Regions from separate parts of the Mus musculus genome. Here all the other regions are linked to region 1. The links are chromatin contacts, called in public HiChIP or PLAC-seq maps. All regions are on one chromosome and are shown on one strand. Each heading gives the region's core, a stretch centred on a gene start, on an enhancer-like site or on the middle of the called end of the contact. The rest is flanking DNA. Distances are from core to core; before and after follow the strand shown. Region 1 has its middle 73 kb from the start of Gm40746. Region 2 overlaps Gm33897 (a long non-coding RNA gene). Region 3 has its middle 31 kb from the start of Nudt4.

Region 1 (2,778 bases), core at 204-2,703:
AGAGCGGTTGATGAACGCTCTTCTGTATTTCTCTTCTCCATACTAAGACCATAGAATAACTCCCTGTGCAAAATTAACTTCTTGTTTTCAGTAGGATAAAGCTGGGATCTGTCAAATCTTTCCATATCTGGGTCCAACATGCTTTCCCGAGCTGGTCTGATTTAAAATGCTCATTTTAAAAAGCTCTCCAGACCAAATAAATAAATAAATAAATAAATAAATAAATAAATTCCATCTTCAGGTTAGTCTTGGTCATTTCACACTTTCAAATCATTTCTTCTGAGCTTAAGATCTCAATAACATAAACTTTATGAGCATCTACTCAAATGGAAGCATAGTGACAATTAAGCAAATAATTTGTTCCTCTCCAACTATTCAAAATATAAGCAAACTTATGACCTATGATTTCCCATAAATGTTATATAACAAACATCTTCCATCTTACTACATGGCCATTTAGTGCAATGCTATATATTCAAATGTGTATGTATAGAGTTCACTTAGCCATCCCATATTCTTGGACTCGCAGGCTTCTCCCAAATTTTGGTATTATAATAACCTTTGAAGTATGTGCTACATAAATACTTTCCTTTGTTCATAATAAGAGAAGATTGAAAAATTAACAGTCCTACTTTAAACTATTCTAACATTGTCACAATAATTAAAGTTATCAGTCAATAAACATCAACAACTGAGGCTGCAAATATCCTATCAGTTTCTTCTCATCCAGAAGATACTTCTATAGACTCAATAAGTGCCTACAGGAAGTAATCAAGTCTTATTAACTACCACAGACATTTGCATTAAGTGTTGATTAAGAAAAAGAAACTTAACTATATAAAAGGTCTTTATAAAATGTTATTACTTACATGCTTGATTAACAGTATGTAAATTTAGTAGTCTTGAAATTAGCTTAAAATATAGGAACATGTCTTATTCTTAGTTTTTTTTTAATTTAAAAGCTATTTCCCTGCCATTGTGATTTTTATTCTAGAATGTCCTACTACATTTAGACTGCCTGGTAAATTTCTGGGGTGTATGAATGTGTGTGTGTGTGTGTGTGTGTTTCCATTCCATATGCAGTTCTCATGTTGCCTATAGAACATTCTCTGTTGACTCTTATGCAAGTACTACAGTCAGCTTACACAAGCAATAGAAAGCCAGTGACACACCCCTCTGCTCATGTCAGCTTATTGTAACATTACACCAGAGGGCCAAGGTCAGTCATCGTGAAAATGTTCACACAAATGGAAAATTTTAAACAGAAATCTGGGCTTTTCTGACTGTGAAATATTTGTCAGAATGCTGTCTGGCCACCTCTGGAGAGTTAAGTTTACCTTTCTCTGAATTTCTTTTTCTTGCTATTGTTAGATTTCAATTAGAATTCCTGTTCTTGTTAGTGTACAGTGTTGTCTTTGTAAATCATTAAGCCTTCTTTGGGATTGTACCTTATGCACTGTGTCTTCCAACAGGTACCACTAATTCACTCATGACTGGAGACTACAACAGCAGTCCCAAGGCTTGATTAGAAAGGCCCCTTTTGCTCAAACTTCCATGTTGAGAGTTGGTCTGATGCTGTCTATTCAAATGCTAAAGTCTATACCACAAGACCAGGTTGCCACAGACAAGCAAATTCCCCTGCACACCAGCCTTTATTGTGTAAACATTGCTCCCCAACTTAAGGCTATTGGTTAAATAAAAGTGGCTACAGCCAATTACTAGGGAGAACAGAGAGAGGAATTTCAGTTATTGGGCTGGAGGTAGCAGGTAGAGGTCACGAGGAGAGAGAGAGGAGGAAGAGGGAGTCAGAGGAAGAAGAAGAGAACAGGATGTCTCCATTAGATAGGAAGGACTAGGAGCACATGCCTGAGTGAAATGCTTCCCCCACGACAGACTGATGGAGAAGGAAGAACCCTGAGAGACTCAAACAGCAAGTAACAAGGGACATGACTGAGATGTAAGTTAGAATAGCTCACAACCTGCCCGATCTGGGCTTACAGCTTGTAAAAAAAAAAAAAAAAAAAAAAAAAAAAAAAAAAAAAAAAAAACCAGGATTTTGTGTCTTTTATATGGGCTAGCTAGAATAAATAATTCATTTACACTTCCACATGATGTAAAATTCTTTTTAAATATTTGCATCTGGTACAAACATCGACACTCAGGCCTCCAGCATCACACCTGATGGTTATAAGGTCTTGTGGGTCTCATCTTGGACTCAGGGAGGTGACAATGAGGGTTCCTGAAGTATTTATCAGTGAAGGAACCCTCTTTAGCCTCGCTTGGAGTGGTGACAAGGAGGGCCTCCAGCATGGACTTTAGAAAGGGCTTTGAAACAAAAGATGAGATTTCTGGATTTTTACACCAGGATGCTCCAGCCTTATCTTAGGCGCCCTAAAAGATAGTCTTGGTCAAGTCATTTAATTCTTCTGGACTGTTCTGAAACTGAAAAATGAAGGTATTTGGAATGGTGGCTCCTTATCTGTCTTGTAGTTTTTTTGTTGTGGGTTGGTTTCGGATTGTCGTTTTGTTTGTTTTTTCAATTTTCTGACAGCATCTAAAAGATGTATTCCCCCTGGGATGCTTGTACTGGGATCAGCAGCTCCTGTCATCTCTGCATTTTCTGTGAGTTTCTTTTGTCTCTACTGTGTAGGGAACTCTTGGGACTAATTCTGATGCAAGCAGAGGCCACAGGGAAGAAGAAAGAATCATGGGAGTTAAAACCTTCCTGGGGCTAAAATTAAAGAAGAGGGAAAGCATACAGATAGATCATCAGCAATG
Region 2 (2,778 bases), core at 195-2,694, 610 kb before region 1:
GCCCCTTTCTTAACCTGCTTCCGTTCTGTAAAAGGAGTTTTGTGAAACTTAAATGAGAAGGTGCTCTATCTATCACCCGGGCTAGTAATCAGACTGAGCGGCTATAAATGAAACAGACCCAACTAAAACTGCCTGCGACAAAGAAATGGCTGCTACGGGTTAGGCGCAAACGCCAGAAACAAGTTGAATTTAGCCGCATGCGGATCTGGGACTTTAAATGTAGTCTCAAGACTGGATGCTCACCCTGTGTGTTCTGGCTCCCGTCTTTTACCTTGTGGCTCTGTTTTGTTGTTTCGCCTCATTCTTCAACAGGTTCCAAAACAATCCTAGCAGACATTCTCAAAGATGTAAAACCTGCCTCTCATCAAAGCTCCCTGTGGATGGATCCAGCCCTGAGTCTCTCACTATGGACAAGAAAGAACTGGGGAGCGCATGAGCAAGAGGCCCGGATATGGAGAGAGCATCCTGGGACTAGAGCCCAGCCGAAGCCACAGAAAGTGGGACACGAGCACTTCCCACAAGAAGACATAACCTGATACCCTCTTTCTTTTCTTCTCTTCTCTTCTTTTCAGAAAGTGGCTATGTGTCTAAGCAGATATCCATGCAATCCAATATTATCTCATCTTTTCTAAAAGAGAATGGAGAACCTTTCCTTAGCCTTCTTTAAAGGACCAGAGACAGCAATGTCCAAACCATAGTGTCTGGTGATACTGAGTTTTAAGAGTAACTTTTACTATACAGACTAGAGTAAAATACTGTTGTTCCTCCGGTCACACTAAAGACAACTTGTGGGCTGGCTCTTCTTGTTTGCCTGTGTGGTTTTGACAGATAGGAATTTGTTCTCATTGGCCTGAACCATGTAAGTATGTTGTCTCTGTGTTTCATGTCATGCAAGGGAAGTACGTGTTCAAGTCTACCATGGTTTTAAAACACTGGTTTTCCTTGCACGGTTCCAGAGTGGTGAGGTTGGTTTCATGAAGTTCTCTGAGAGAGCTCCTTCCAGCGGAAATGTCAAAGGCCGCGATTTGCACCTTTGTTGCAAATGAGACAATAGAGAAATGTGGAAAAGCACTCAGATACATAGCACAGCCTAATTAATTAAATTCTTCTTGTGGGTATCAAGGTCCACTCCTGGAGGCGAGCTAGTAAAAACAATGAACTGTGTGGATCTGGCATTTAAAGCCTTGACCACATATTTGCCCATCATCCTGACAGAAATGTCATTGCAGGAAGTTGTTAAAGGGACGAATACCACGGACTTGCAAATTGCCACAGCCCAGAACAGGCGGATTTTTACCCCCATAGAACCCTCCTGTTTTGTGGCTCCACTGTAAAGCTCTGGAAACAAGCAGGCTGTGGGAGGAGCAACCCGAAGGGAGGGAGAGCATTTCTGGGCGTGTCTTGGACCCTGGCCCCTAGCCCCGCCCTCCACAGTGAGCCACAGTTGTAGTGCCTGTGTTTACATTTGTACAAGCTGCTAGGACAGGCCCAGGCAGGGCTAAAGCAGGACCAGGCGCTTCTATCACACGCTGAGCAGAGAATGAGTCTCATTGGGGAAACAGTGAATCTGAGCATTGGGATCCTGCCAGTGGGAAATTCACATGCATGAAGAGACTGGTTCTTGCCCGTAGTTTGAAACAAGTGAAGGAAATAGAAAGGAGGGAACAAAGGACATCAGGAGGAGGAAAAACTCGGCCCCACTGTTATGCCCAGGTGGATGAAAAAGCTGAACTAGGGTTTGAACATACAGGAATCAGAAGTTAATCCATTTTCTGTCGCAAATGTGTTTGCATCGGAAGTTGAAGAGGTTTTGTCATCCTTCATAAACTCGTAATAATTTCTGGGAATATTTCTAAAAGCATGGCAGCTCTGGGAGATCTGGTGCCATCTGGATCATGAAGAGACAAAGCCAGAGTGTGCTAACCTCTGCACCTTCTAGGATTGGCTGTGTGTGCCTTCCCGTGTTTACTATGGCCCAAATTGAGCACGAGACCAGAACTAACAAGGGAGACTGGCCATCCGTGTTCTGAAGTACAGCGCGGGGCATTTGACCTTTTTGTTGTGTAGCCCACTTGCTCACTATGTTCTCCCAATTTCTCGTTGTTTCATTTTGGTAATCCAGGCTGGTATGTATAGAAGATGAATCTGTGTGTGCAGATTCTCCTTCCTCCAACACCTAAGTATAGGAATTAAATAGCATTAAAGGCACACGGGACCACGCTCAGTTTAACGCCGTAGTAGGGATACTAACCAGGGCTTCATTCATGCTAAGCTAAGCAAGCTTTCTACCTATTGAACTACATCCCCAGCTTCACAGGCTTGGTTTTAAAAACAAACAAACAAACAAAAACTGTCCCCACAAGCCACCTGAGCAGTCACCCGCAAACTTCTGAAATAGCTGGAATATACCCCCTCCACCCATGCTATCTCACCACAAAGACCTCCTACTATCTTTCTAGCCAATTTTTTTTTTCCTTTTAGAGGAGCTCTCAAGGGCACACCTCCCTTATCCGACCCAATAGCACATCCCATCCCACAGAAGCCTTGTCTGCATATCCATTCTTTCAAGACACAGAAGAGCTAACTACAAAAGCATCACAAGCCCGCCTCAGCTGACCTAGCAAATCACAAGCAGGACATGTGACCTCTGACTGCTTAAGACACCCGAAGGCTCCCGCTGATACCCGTCCCCACCCCGCACTCCTTATAGAAAAAATAAAGGAAATTATTCACCCCTGGGGCTGTGGTAAAGACAGTGAGTGCAGGCAGATCCTCATT
Region 3 (2,778 bases), core at 96-2,595, 510 kb after region 1:
ATTTTCATTTTCCTTTATTCTCCCCACACATACCCCATCATCCTTCACCCAGCCCCCTTCCTTTTTTCTTTCTTTTCAGTATTTTTATTTATTTTTTTCTTTGTCAATTTTACACATGCACAATAGATCTTGATCAAATTCCTGCCTTTCCCACTGCATGTCTTCATATATACACATATACACAGTGTATGTGTGTGTGTGTGTGTGTGTGTGTGTGTGTGTGTGTGTGTGTAACACCTACTGAGTCCAAGTCCAACTCAGTTTGCTTGACTTGGGGTGGAGGCTGGAATGTAGGCCAGGCTGGCCTCAAGCTGAAGCTGACCCTGAACTCCTGTTGTCTCCCTTTACTTCCTGAGTGTTGGCTACAGACAAGCACTATCACTCCCAGCTCCTGCGGTGTTTTGTTTTGTTTTGTTTACTCAATAGCCAGCAGAACAGAGCCTGCCCTTCCCCCAACACCTGTGGAAAACAGGCCACCGCTCGCAGGGCTCTATCCAAAACAGGCTGAGAAAATAGCACAACCTGCCTGCCTCTGCAGAATCCACCTACTTTCTCAATAAATATTTACTCAGCCCCTACTGTGTGCTCTGGAACATTATCTTCTCTGTGGATCCTAGGGCCTCCTTTATCTCTCTAGTCCCCTCCTTACCAACCCAACAGGAGTCCCGCTTACAATCTATTCACTGTCCTTCAGCCAGGGTCCCAACCCTGTCCTCCAGAAGGGACTATTGTCCTCCCGGCTCTGGCTTTCCCTCTTTCTTTGAAGCTTAATTTCAATGTCCTTAATCTGTTCATTGTTCCAGCTCCTCTCCTGCTGTCTCTCTTTGCTAATGTCTGACCTCAGCTAACTGGCACAACAGCCTCTGAATAGAGCAAACGGGATTGAAGGAATGTAACCTATTTGCCTGAGATGATCTAACCAGCGAGTGCTCAGAGTGAGCCAGTTCTATACCGTAGTCATTGTACTAATAACAGGAAGCCCTTGAAATTGAGGTGACAGGAAAGCTGCGGTATTAGTAATGATTGGGGGCTAAAAACTGACTATGAGGGCCTGGGGATAGAGCCTAGTTCTTCCCTAGCATGTGCAAGGAAGGCCCTTGGTTCAACCTTCAATCACATGCGCGCGCGCGCGCACACACACACACACACACACACACACACACACACACACACACAAGGAATAGATGCGGTAGGGTAGGAAGTCATTGGAATAGGAAAACATTTGGATTTGTAATCAACCAGAAGACACACCTGTGTCTCTGAGGAGAGGCTTACCTGTGTTTCCAGAGAGGCTTAACTAAGGGAGGGAGAACCACCCTGAATATGCGTGGCACTACCCTTTGGACTTGAGTCTCGGGCTGATAAAAGGAGACCGGTCCAGGAGCCGCATCCCAGTCCTAATACCATGCCTTCTCACTGTGACAGGATGCACCCTCAGATTGCAAAACAGATAAAACCTTAAGTCGCTTTTGCTGAGTTTTTTAATCACATCAATGAGAAAAGTACAGACTCCAAGGCCAGATACTGGAAAAAAATCATAAAAGAGGGCTGGAGAGATGGTTTGCTCAGGGTTAAGAGCACTGGCTGCTCTTCCAAAGGTCAGGGGTTCAATTCCCAGTACCTACATGGTGGTTCACAACTGTCTATAATTGCAGTTTCAGGGGATCTGACACCTTGGAGGCAGAACTCCAATGCACATTAAAAATAAACAAACAAACAAGCCTAAAGAAGAAAAAGCATGAACGAACGCATGGCCCATCGGGAAGATGAATCTGGAGCTAAAAATCTTTACAGAATGAGGGATTGTTGTGAGAGAAAGCTACTACTTACTACTGGGAGCTAGTTGACCTTGGGCGGGGGGGGGGGGGGGGCAAAACATAGTAGGGGAAATATTCTGGAAGCCATAATGAAGATACCCACTTATTTACAAACCCATCATTTAAGGAGTGTAGAAGAAGAAATGCACCCCTCCACCCCCCAGCTCGCACACACCACTAAGTGTTCCCCGAGATAGCCAGGTCTCCATTGTGGAAAGATCAGCACAAGAGTGTCTGGGAATGTCCGTTGCTGTGAGGAAGCTGCTGAGGCCCCTCCACGCAGTGACCGGAAGCACACTGCTGCTCTCGGAAAGGACCCGAGTTTGGTTCCCTAGCATCCACATCAAGCAATTCCAAACGTCTTAGAACTCTAGCTGCATGGAGATCTGATGCTGAGCGACATCTCGGCTAGGCTCAGCCCCACAGTTACCTGGCAACAGCCAGGTGTGCGGGACTCACTATAAAAGGGGCTGCTTGCCCTATCCTCACTCTCTTGCTCTCTTCTCTTCTCCTCTTGCTCCCTTACCCCATCCTCCCCCACGTGCTCCTGGCGGGCCTCTCCTCCTCCTCCTCCTCCTCCTCCTCCTCCTCCTCTTCCTCCTCCTCCTCCTCCTCCTTTCTCTCTCTCTCTCTCTGCCTTTGTCTCTACTACCCCCTCAACTTCCCTTCCCATGCCCTAAATAAACTCTATTCTATACTATACCATCGTGTAGTTGGTCCCTCAGGGGGAAGGGATGCCTCAGCATGGGCCCGCAGAGGCACCCCTTTCCCCCATACTATACTGCACCTCCACCAAACATATTCCTTCCTTCTTATCTTTTTATAAAACAGAACACACATACCCACACCCAGACATACATGTCGTTAAAAATAAAGTCTTGGGAGCTGGAGAGATGGCTCAGCAGTTAAAAGCACTGACTACTCTTTCAGAGGTCCTGAGTTCGATTCCCAGTATATGGTG

Evidence for each region. HiChIP or PLAC-seq counts read pairs in DNA pulled down with a chosen protein or histone mark.
Region 2: a contact with region 1 is called in an H3K27ac HiChIP or PLAC-seq map of embryonic stem cells, with 8 read pairs. The contact joins two enhancer-like sites. A contact is called at or near these places in 1 of 484 Hi-C or Micro-C datasets (bone marrow-derived macrophages) and 3 of 115 datasets of contacts at active chromatin or transcription factors (embryonic stem cells and large pre-B cells).
Region 3: an H3K27ac HiChIP or PLAC-seq map of embryonic stem cells shows a contact between it and region 1, with 6 read pairs. The contact joins two enhancer-like sites. A contact is called at or near these places in 2 of 115 datasets of contacts at active chromatin or transcription factors (both in embryonic stem cells).

What each region holds. Positions count from the first base shown.
Region 1 is chr10:96,106,411-96,109,188 of GRCm38.p6, reverse strand. No RefSeq gene overlaps it. Among named protein-coding and RNA genes, the nearest start is that of Gm40746, 73 kb to the left of the region's middle. Within about 2 kb of position 1,453, at least 9 of the 459 cell types and tissues checked have an H3K27ac peak or open chromatin away from gene starts, as enhancers often do. A contact at or near this core is called in embryonic stem cells, where this site is marked.
Region 2 is chr10:96,721,342-96,724,119 of GRCm38.p6, reverse strand. The region is part of intron 2 of Gm33897 (a long non-coding RNA gene); the gene reads right to left. Among named protein-coding and RNA genes, the nearest start is that of Gm33897, 7.0 kb to the right of the region's middle. Within about 2 kb of position 1,444, at least 146 of the 459 cell types and tissues checked have an H3K27ac peak or open chromatin away from gene starts, as enhancers often do. A contact at or near this core is called in embryonic stem cells, where this site is marked.
Region 3 is chr10:95,594,083-95,596,860 of GRCm38.p6, reverse strand. No RefSeq gene overlaps it. Among named protein-coding and RNA genes, the nearest start is that of Nudt4, 31 kb to the right of the region's middle. Within about 2 kb of position 1,345, at least 40 of the 459 cell types and tissues checked have an H3K27ac peak or open chromatin away from gene starts, as enhancers often do. A contact at or near this core is called in embryonic stem cells, where this site is marked.